Regions from separate parts of the Oryzias latipes genome. Here region 2 is linked to region 1. A link is a contact called in public Hi-C data. All regions are on one chromosome and are shown on one strand. Each heading gives the region's core, a stretch centred on a gene start, on an enhancer-like site or on the middle of the called end of the contact. The rest is flanking DNA. Distances are from core to core; before and after follow the strand shown. Region 1 overlaps lhfpl2 (LHFPL tetraspan subfamily member 2 protein). Region 2 holds the start of lhfpl2 (LHFPL tetraspan subfamily member 2 protein).

Region 1 (5,186 bases), core at 2,270-4,769:
TGACATGTCATGCCGTTGCCATGCCAATGGAGCTGGTTAAGTAAAAAAAAACTGCTAACCAGTTTGTTACTGATAACTCCCAGGGGAGGCCATGCCCACGAGCTTCTCCTTTGGTAAACTTGACCTAAAAGAACAGACCTATGAAGGTCGTTAGGGACTTGAAATGACATCAATCAAACGTTTCCACGGCAACCTTATTACTCAAATCAGTAAAAAGAAAAACTACCCAGGATGAACAACAGGACCAAAGTAAGGGCATTGAGACCTTACTGAATGTTCCTGTGATAGAAATGTGGGCGGGGCAACTATTAGCTTTGGTTGCTATGGCAACAGAGAACATCTATTTACTGATTGACAGAAGTAAAACTCCCTCTATATTAATCCCAGAAGGAAGTTGCTTTAGATTTTGTGGAGGCTGTTGCTGTATTACTGTTGTCGTAATGCTAAACAACACAATAATCTCAGATTTGTTTTCTTTTATTGGACTTTTCTATTTGAATCATCTGATTAAGATTTTTTTTCTCTTTTTTTTTGCATTTTAATTCGACTTTAAAACCAACGGACTGATGTGCAAAAGAAGAGCTGAGAAGAAATGTCATTAAACATCACAAAACCGCCAGAGTTCTTTAGTTGCATCATTTTGGTAAATTCATTTCACAGGAAATTCACCGACGACACCAACGTGAAAACCGTTCATTTTCCTATTTTTCCATAAAGATATTACATTACAGACCAAAAAGTTTGTTTTCAAAAACATCTTTATGTGTAAATCCTTTGCCTGGTTTGTGATAATGACCATTAAATGTAAACAATTACCAAACCAGAAAGTTAATGAAAGCCCTCAATGCAAGAAATCTGCATTAAATATATAGTAACTTTAATTTTTATCTGATTTTTCTTTTTTTAGACTGTCGAACCGTTTGTCTTGTTTTAAAAAGATCTGGTGCTTTGACAATGTTCTATGTCGTGTGTCAAATGGTGAAATATGCTTTGCTTCTTTTTTATGTGAGTGATTGGTGTTTTTTCTTGTCTGTGATCCTTGAATAAACTGACGTTTTAAAACTCAAAAACAAAACTCTTTTTTTATTGTTACACCGCTGTAAAGTACCAATTCAAACTATCGTTTTTAATCCGGTAAAAGTCCTTCGGGTTTCGGCTTTCTGTGTCGTCAAATGTCAAAGTTCATCTCCAACAAGCAAATCTGCTTTATAAATCTGCATTTGTCAGAGTCATTTGGAATGAAAGAGATGAGAAAATGGGGAACAGATCGATGTTCTTCCGATCGTGGATTCTTATTCCTGCTCCTATCGTGGACTCTTCAGTCCTTTGCTCCCACAAACACTGTTTACACCACAAACAGTGGAGAAAAAGCCACACAGAGCAAAAGCTGGAGCCTCGTTTGACCCGCAGAGAAACCGACACGATCTTCTGGAATCATACAAACCAAAAACGGCCCGACATGAAAAAGAAAACCGTCTGCTTGTTTAGTCCTGAAGGCAGACTAAATGAGACGTTTGCTTGATCTGTAATTAGGAAGTAGACAAAAGCGCTTTTGGGACCTTAAAGCAGAAAAAAAGACTAGATTTTCCTAAAGCTGCAGTTATTCTGCTGTATTTAGTAGAAAAGCAACAACAACAAAAAGAGCTGATTCTGTATTTTATGTCCACGTCACTATGACAATGGTCCATGAGTTCTCACTGTACATGTTTCTGTGTGAACACCAGGACAGTTGGGGGTAAATACTAACTTAAGCCTTGTGATATCCTAGGTGTTGGGGGCTGGGTCATCTAGACCCACTAGACAGTGCTCTGAACCTTTTTTCTTCAATGATTTGTGATCTTCACTGGTGTCCATGGATTACATGAAATCTCTCCACCTTTATCCACCTTTGTCATGGTAGGGAGAACACGTCAATGTAAGGGGGGGGGGGGGGGGTCATCTAAGACGGAGGAAAGACAAAGGTCTAAGCCTCCCAAATTTTCGTCTACCTTAGAAGATTCTGACTTAAACAGACTGAGGCTATGTCCGAATTCCCTCCCTGTTTTCAAAATAACTATTTAGCCCCCTGGATTTTAAAAGCAATTTGGACACCATGCTCACTAGTTCTTTTTATTTATTTTTTTTATTTGGCAAATGTGATGTCACCGATTTCACAAAGTGAATATCTAGTCAATCCAATTGTTTTACGTCTTATGAATCCACTGTGTTCTGCTGAGGAAAAAGTTGATTAATAAAACACATTTAAACACTTTTTTTTTGTTCAAACGCAACGCATTGTGGTCTGTATTTGCCATTCTAGTGAGAATTGAAGCAGGCTGCTTTTTTTGCAGAGACTTCTGGGAAATTTCCAGGGCACTGGATTTTCAAATTGTAGATTCGGACAACCCAAAGCAATGGTAAACACCTTATCTAGTGCACCAAGTTCCCCTTTTAATGGAAAGTTGGATTGAGAAATATTGAGGTCCATTTTTTTATACCCCATAGTTCCTGTTTAGGCTAAATGAGGTTGCTCGGGCCTATCCCAGCTAGCTCAGGAAAAAAGCAGGATTGAGAAAAGTTATTTTGTAGAATTCCTTATTGACCAAGCTTGTCAACCCAGTGAGCTAAAGCCATCCCCCCCAAGTGGGTTTTCCTTAGAAGAGGTTTGCGTTTTTCAGTGTTAAACCCGTTTGTCGTTGCTCTTACCTGCGATGCCTTGCAGCAGTCCACAAACGTTGAAGATGCTCTTCTTCATGATGCTCTGGAAGCACATGGTGAAGACGGAGATGAAGGCCACAGCGCACAGCAGTAGGATCCCCGCCGCCAGGAAGATGGACGCGGCCTGCCAGAACCCGCTGGCGATCTCCCCGAAGTGAACGGCGTACGGTCCGCACAGGATCCCCCGCTGCATGTGGGGCAGTTTTATACAGCGGCCGTAGATGCCCAACGTGGGCCTGTAAGCTTCCCCTGCGGCGGTGGCCCCATGGGGGCCGAAAACGGCATCGGGCGTGCGGGGATATCCCACCAGCCAGTCCGTGCTCATGAAGGCGATGAGCTCGCCGAAGGCGGCCACGATGCTCAGCAGGGTCCACAGCATGGAACGGCAGGTGACAATGACATGGCACATGCTGGCAGCGCTTCCGTCGGGTACTAAAGCTACTCACAGGTGAATTCTGGGAATTCTAGAGACTCTGACAGCTGAGATCGGGATCCGCCTCCACAGCGAGAGCAAGGTGAACCGGCCGTTCTGGTCAATGATTCACGGACGTCTTTCACTCCTTATCTTCAGCTGCGGCTGCTCCTCCTCCAGCTCGCCGTTCCGTCTGTGCACTCCGTCTTCAGGCTCTTCTGCTGCCTCCTTTCTCCCCCGTCTACATCGTACTGGGGTTGTTGTGGGTGAGCCAGCCCGCCGGGGTAACACCAGACACACCTGGGAGATAAGACACAGAAGAGGGTGAGGAGCAGCTTCCTCCTCCGTCACATTCAGACAGCAAGAGTGGGGGAAGAGAGAGAGTGCATGAGGAACTGGGAGGAGGAGGAGGAGGAGGAGGAGGTGTGGATCTCTGACAGGGCGACTAATGAGTTGTGGAGAGACGGGTCTGTTTGAAGCCGGCCTCTGTGTTTTTGTGAAAGGATTTGTGCCGAGGCCTTTCTCTACTCCCCGCACATCCGTGTGACTAAAGCCGAAAAAACATCAAAAAAACTGTTTGTCTGCTCTTCATCGCTCGCTGCCTTTGGTTTGGCGTTCACAGCAGGAGATGAAGGGGGGTGGGGAGTTGAACCAGAGCGGATGCAGAGGGACAGAAAAACAAGCAGGAGGTCTCGTTTAAGCAGCCCACACAGCTGACCCGGGGTCAGTCAACGCTTGATAACACAACCGGCGTCCAGCTGTCACGTGACCGATGATAACCTCTGTTCCAATAAGCGCGGAGTCGCTTAATAAAATAGAAAAGTCACAACAGCCCTTACGGGTAGATACGGGCCGTCTGCTGGTACAAACAGATAAACCTGTACGGGACTCGCAGTTGGCCTGCACAAAATATCAAAGTCGCAGACCTTGAGCCTGCAGAGGAATGTTCCTGGACAGTTTCTATTCAACACCCAAGGATAAGTAGGTGAGACGTAGTCGTGCCGCATGGAAATTTCCTTTTTTCCACCACCTCAAATCCTGAGCACTGTGAAAGGGAACTTAGTAATGTTGTAATAAACATGTGCTCCTTGCTGCAGCCTGACTATTCAAAATGAGGAAAAATGAGACAATCGGTGTAGTTTGTGTCCCGTGGGTACTTGTGTATCACCTGCACACCCCTTTGTGTGCAGGTCGTGCATCCACCTTTGGGACCTGATGAAAAGAGAGTGTACCGTTGTCGTGCGTTTGGTAAGTGTATTGTATTTGTAAGGATAATGGAAGTTCCATGCACTTCTGACGTACTGGTGAAGCCGTGTTGCCCGCTAGCCCATTACTGACCGCGCAGTAATGTTGCATGTCAGGCAAGTAACTGCCCATAGGACTGGCCTGTCCAAAGTCCAGCCCGTGGCCCGAGTGCAGCCTGGGTTCAGATTTCAACCAGCTCTTATGCACCTGTCATGCACTAAATAAGTGCACTTGAGGTCCTCCTAGTCCACCTAAGGTTGTTGCAACTAAGGTTTTTGATTGGAGTGGAAGTGGAAATTGTTGTTCTAGGAGGTTTTTTTCAGTGTTTTTTAGCTGATGAAAGACCAGCAGGTTGGGTCTGTGATTTAGAAGTAATCCTAGTGAACTGAGAGAATCAAGCCCAACTTTATTGTGGCATCCCGGTTCAGATCCATCATGGATTCCCTCAAAACTAGGGGTGTGTATTGCAGTGACGTGCAGTCAGGAGAGGCAGCTGAGGCTGTGCCTCACCTGTCATTATGGGAAGAAAAGAGAAAAAATAAATTCAATTATTATATTTAATCAGTAATTTGTGCTTTGCAGTCATTTACATTTAAATGTACCATTTTTGGGCGTTTTTTTCTTTTCAAAATCGCTGAATTTCCGCATTTGCCGTTCAGATACTAAGTGACGTGCGATGAGGCACCAGCCCGCTGAGCCTCACCTTGGATTGCGCAATACCTATGCAGTCAGACGGTGCTGCTGTCTCTGTGTGTCGGTTCAATCAGTTGTACTATATGAGCTGAGTTTACATAATTTAGCAATGTATATGATGTACAGTGTTTGTTTTTAT
Region 2 (5,211 bases), core at 438-2,937, 37 kb after region 1:
CATAACAAAACTTCCTAGATGCTTCGTTTTACTGGCCACATGTGACGAGCCAAAACAGACTACAGAGGATACAAATATTGACCCAAATAAAGTCCTGTTCATGAAAACCAGATGTGGGTTTAAACGATCTCGCCCTAATGTACAAGTGCAGACATGATATTGGGAAATGAGGCTACCTTGTTATCGGTTAAATCTACATTGAAGGAAATCCACAAAGATGCTACAGGGCAAAAACTGTATTCCAAATGTTTGTTGGAACTGCATAGAGTCATCTGGGTTGACCTTTGACATCGCAGCAGCCATTCAATTAGTGGATTCCACACTTGGGTTGTGGAGACCCCGTGGTCCTGGCTTTGGTTTCCGGCCACTCAGCATTATTTGCTTTTTGGATCTGAATGCTTAAATGAGATGACGGTTACAAAAAGATGGAATATATTCCACCGGTCCCATAAATCACTACCAGAGTCCTGTAAAAATGAGGACAGACCCGCCAACAAGTCCCAGCCAGGCAGTAGAGGCAGATTATGCGGTCTGAACGAACGCGTTCTTGTTTTTGTATCACGGTTTTCACCAAATGCATCATCTGCAGGGAGAAGTCTGATAATATTCTTTTTTCCATTTTCGTCAAAGAAAGGACAGAAGGGGGGGTTAGGAAATACTTTGAAGGACCTTTCCAAACCATCTGCCCTGCTTCGGCTGCCAAGGGAGCAGCAAGAAACCTACGTACTTTGGCTTTATTGTGGCTTAAATGGTGGAGATGAGCGCACCACAGGGGTATAATGAATGAAGCTTAGACGCATTTTTTTAATGGGACCACATGCACTGGCACATGGGCTGAAACCGCTGACATGTTTAACACTTTAACATTCTAAACAGCATTAAAGCTCAGCTGAAATCCCTAAAAATGGAGAAATTACTAAACGGTTGTAAGCAATTACACATTCACGCGCAATAGAAACTGAGCTAACACAATCATTAGAAGAACAACCCGTCCGGTCTGAAGTTACACGTTGGTCAGTTCTCCATTGTGGCCCCAGGGGACCACAAACATAAACACAGGTGGGAACCAGTTCTTGGGCCTAACGTGGAAACCTGACACTAAATGTAGACTAGAATCTGTCTCTGGCCTTAAAGTACTTTCTCCAGGAGCCACAGCCTCAGATCTGAGCAGTTTGTAGGAATGAACTCCGGGATGAGTGGAAAGCATTCCTGCTTTTGGCTGGAGCCCTGAGAAGTTTGAGGACTGAGGGTGACACATGGACAACAGATTACGGTCTGGCTCTGACTGAACTGCCACGAGTTTCATCTGTGAGGGAAAAAGGTTTGGATGAACAGACTAGGATCCTTCTAGCAGAACCCGCGTCGGAGCCTCTAGAGCGGAGAGAAGTTCGGAACCGTTTCCTCCAGGCGCGCGTACTTACGCGTCACCGCCGCGCGCCCGCCCGCCCGCCTGCGCGCAGAGAGCCACCGGGTCTTCGAGAATCGATCCTCCGGGGGAACCAGCGGCACATGCGGACCCTCCTCTGGGCTTTCGGGGTGGCTTCACTCTCGGGGTGTCTGCATCCTCCGCCACGCGTCCTCCCGAACCGCAGAAGCATGAATGGCTCCGTCCGCGCGCCTCCTCCGGACAGACAGGCTGACTGCGCCTGGGATGGGAGTGACTTCCCCGGCAGCGCCCTCCCCCATCCACGGCCTCCTCTGCATGGACGCGAGGGGGGCATCTCTGGGGGCTTTTAAGGCTTCAATCAGGGAGGACAAGGGCAAACATAAAACCATTCAGGAGAGGTGTAAACAAATAAATAAACAACCCACAAATAGTGTTTGTAAGCCACTTTAACACAAGTTTAGGCTGATTAAAAGTCACAAGTGAGCAAAAAAACACAATTTTAAATCTGTCTCAACTATGATTTTACACGGACTAATGGTTGGTAATGGTTATTTTAATTTTCTTTTGAAAAGACTGATTTTTAAACGAATTTTAAAATTTAAGTCACATTTTCTGAGGGAAAAAACCAAAACCTTTTGGACAAAACAAAAAGAAAAAACATATATAGCGAGATCTGAGATTAAACTTCAAATTCTGAACTTTGATTTTAAGAGCAAAAATGCGTAAAAAAACAAAACAAAAATAAAATCCCCCCCAAAAAAGGTGTTTTGATTATAATTCCAGAATTTTTTAATTAAAGACACTGATGAAAATCCTGCTTTGGTGTTTTTAACACGTTCTTGTAGCATTTTTCTGATGATGGATAAAGGTTAATAAAGGTTAAAATTGCATTTCTGAGTATTTTTTTATTCAAATCATTGTGAATCAGGAGCAGATGGAAAAAAAGCTTGTACTTGGTGAGCCACATGTCCTTTCTGATGCATCCTCTTGTAGACGATTAGATTTATGTACATCCCTGTTTTCCTCGTCTGAGCTGGAATCTGGATCCAAACTGGGCGGCAGCACAGCTTTTGTTGTGCCAGTAATACTAGGCTGTGGAGATGAGGGGCTGTGAGCTGGTGGGGGGGTGTCTAAACAGAATAATGATGGGAAATGAGCGCAGGCTTACTCCCTGCCAACGGTCCTGCCCACAACTCTGAGGTGAATTTGTAATAAAACTCCTGCCGCTCTGCAGAAACTAGTTCCTAGAAAAAGATGCGGGTTTTTTGATTTTATCCAAAAACAGCATAATCGTAATTTAAAGACCACTAGGAACGTTTTGAAAATAGATCGGGGATATCCAAACATTTTGCAAATGGGGCCAGATTTGCCAAGGAGAAAATGTGTGAGGAGCGACCAATCAGCTTCCATTCTTCAAACCCTTATAAGCAACTGAAAATTTGGAATGAAATTACTTTTTACAGCGTAATCTGGACAATCACAATCAAGAAATAGGATACACAGGTTTGAGAAAGTGTTGGGGGCAGCATATTGTTGATTTTCTGTTGTGGACCTTTTAAAAGTCCAAATAAAGAAAAATTAACTCATAAAGATCGTCTTCTATCGTCTCCAAATTGTACAAGTCTGAGCCTTTGGAATCTTTAAAGTATTTCTATACTTGTGTAAAATACACAAAAACTGACTTTTTCCAAACTGTAGCAGCAAAAATTGTGTGGCAATTTAACCCTTGAGAACCCAACGACAATTTTCTTCAGGGCTTTTAAAGTTCATTTAACAAATTTGGTTTTTGATGTTCATTTTGGGAAGCAGACAAAAAATAAAAAACATAAATATAAAAACATAGGGAAAAAAATGTCATAACAAGAAAAACTAGGGCCGAGTTTGACCAAGTGTTCTTCAGGGTTAAATTGACATCTTTGTTTACTGTCTATGTATCCAAAACTTTGCTTAAAACATGTTTTATTACATTCTTAACATTAATATCGACAAGTTTGATTTCAAACATAGGAAACGTTTTGAGGCTCCAGATTAAAAACAAATTGTCTTTCCATTCAAGCAGCAGCCATTTTTTGTCACCTCTGTAAAACATTTGTCCTGAGACGTTACTCATCATCCTGTTACTGCAGAATTAGAAACCCAATCTCTGCAAATCCAAGTCTGAGCCTTTGCTGGGACGGGAGGGTGACAGCTGATCCTTAAATCCACCCCCCCTCAGATGAACATGAGGAGGCTCAGTGGACGCCAAACTTCTGTCCAGACACGCGTCTGTGTGCGCAGCATCCTCCTGTCTCAGCTATTCTGATGAATTCAATAAAAACCGTCCGGCGCCGGTTCCCTCTCACAACAGGATTGGTGTCGGACAACAGTTTTGGGGAATTCACGGACACCCCGTTTGACTTAGACATGAACTGTGGTGCCAAGCCTTCGGGGCCTTTTCGTTTCTGCTTTCTTGGTCAGTCGATTGAAGCCTAAATGGAGCTGAAAGACAGAGGAAGTCATGTGACTTGAAGGTTTGGGGCTAAACATTGCAGTTGTTGTCAGTAACAACTGCCCTGATGCTATCAGGCACTTTCCTGGGATGGTCGTTGCTCCGACTGACCTTCCGTGTCCCTGTCGGAATAAGATCACATTTGTTTGCTGAAGAAATGCACCAGTTGTTCCAAACTGTTCAGATGAATTGAGTTGGTCACATCTGCGTGGGTTTTAAATCTGGAGTTTGTCGTTTTTCATCAAACACTGTCAGGAGTAACTCTTTAACACAGGAAAGTATCGTAGTGATATATTACTTTCTGATCAAACAAAGTAGTATTACTCTGAACTTAATAATATTTTCTTTATTATATTTGAGTGTAAACGTTCTGTCTAATTTTTTTGACCCTTACTGTGTTCGGGTCGACGACGTCTCCAACATGGCGGCGTTTATATCACGAAAACCTGACGACCGCATTGACTTTATGTGGTTGGAGCTGGATTTTCTATGGGTGGCGTCACACTACCTCAGTCCAGTTCTCATTTACAGTCAATGGTTTTGACCCAGAGTGGTCATCCTCGGTTTTGGTTGGAGGAAGCTAGCAGAGACCCGTACTCGTGTTGTTTGCTGGTCACAAACACAGAAATGAGCCGTTTCCTGTTCAGCTGGAGTGCAGCCGTGAAGGCTGGACCCCTGGCCCTAAAATGCTTTTTTTCTTCTCTTAAACACAGGACTGGAAGCGATTATTGGTAAGAGGATAAAAGCGACTCAAGCTCCCCCCTTTGTTTGTGCATACAAATATTTTTTATTGGCTTTGATCAGAAATTTGCAGCTGATCGCTCTTTGGATTGAATTTAAGAAAAGAGAAGGTTTTCCAAAAGGTCAAAAGTTTGGTTGACATGCTGGAGCGTGTCAACTTAATTATTTAGTTAACTTAACTATTAGAAGGTCATTCTGCTAATGGTTCATGCCCTTTTTATCAGCTGTTTCTCTGGTTCCTGGGCTTTTATCAGTCCTGGCTCTGTGGTGGTCCAGCAGTGACGCTTAGGGCTGTCAGGGACTTTCGCTTTATGAGGTGTGATGAGTTTCAAGGCCTGATGTTCAACACATTCCAGGCAGCTCTGGTCAGTACGAATTTAATCTGTTTGCACAGACGGGAGGCACCGGCAGACACCATCTTGTTTTTGGAATTTCCCTCCTGCTTCTTCTTTGCGATGGGCCACCTTCTGTGGCTTTTTGTGGGGAGACCAGTCTCGCTGAAAGTAGAGGCTGTTGTATCCGTCCTATCTTCTAAGATGCGTGACTTTTATCACAGCTGAAGAACCAAAACCTCAAAGCTGGTGGGACATCTGAT

What was found. Hi-C and Micro-C count contacts between places; a contact is called where the count stands out from the background.
Region 2: a contact with region 1 is called in a Hi-C map of gastrula embryo, with 1.6 times the contacts expected there. The contact joins the promoter of lhfpl2 here to the enhancer-like site in region 1. A contact is called at or near these places in 2 of 5 Hi-C or Micro-C datasets (embryo and gastrula embryo).

The regions. Positions count from the first base shown.
Region 1 is chr12:3,700,647-3,705,832 of ASM223467v1, forward strand. It overlaps lhfpl2 (LHFPL tetraspan subfamily member 2 protein), which reads right to left. Exons shown (of 3, transcript XM_011481462.3): 2 at 2,686-3,409. The coding sequence starts at 3,106. Among protein-coding and RNA genes, the nearest start is that of scamp1, 24 kb to the left of the region's middle. Within about 2 kb of position 3,520, at least 3 of the 8 cell types and tissues checked have an H3K27ac peak or open chromatin away from gene starts, as enhancers often do. A contact at or near this core is called in gastrula embryo, where this site is marked.
Region 2 is chr12:3,739,116-3,744,326 of ASM223467v1, forward strand. It overlaps lhfpl2 (LHFPL tetraspan subfamily member 2 protein), which reads right to left and starts at 1,688. Exons shown (of 3, transcript XM_011481462.3): 1 at 1,422-1,688.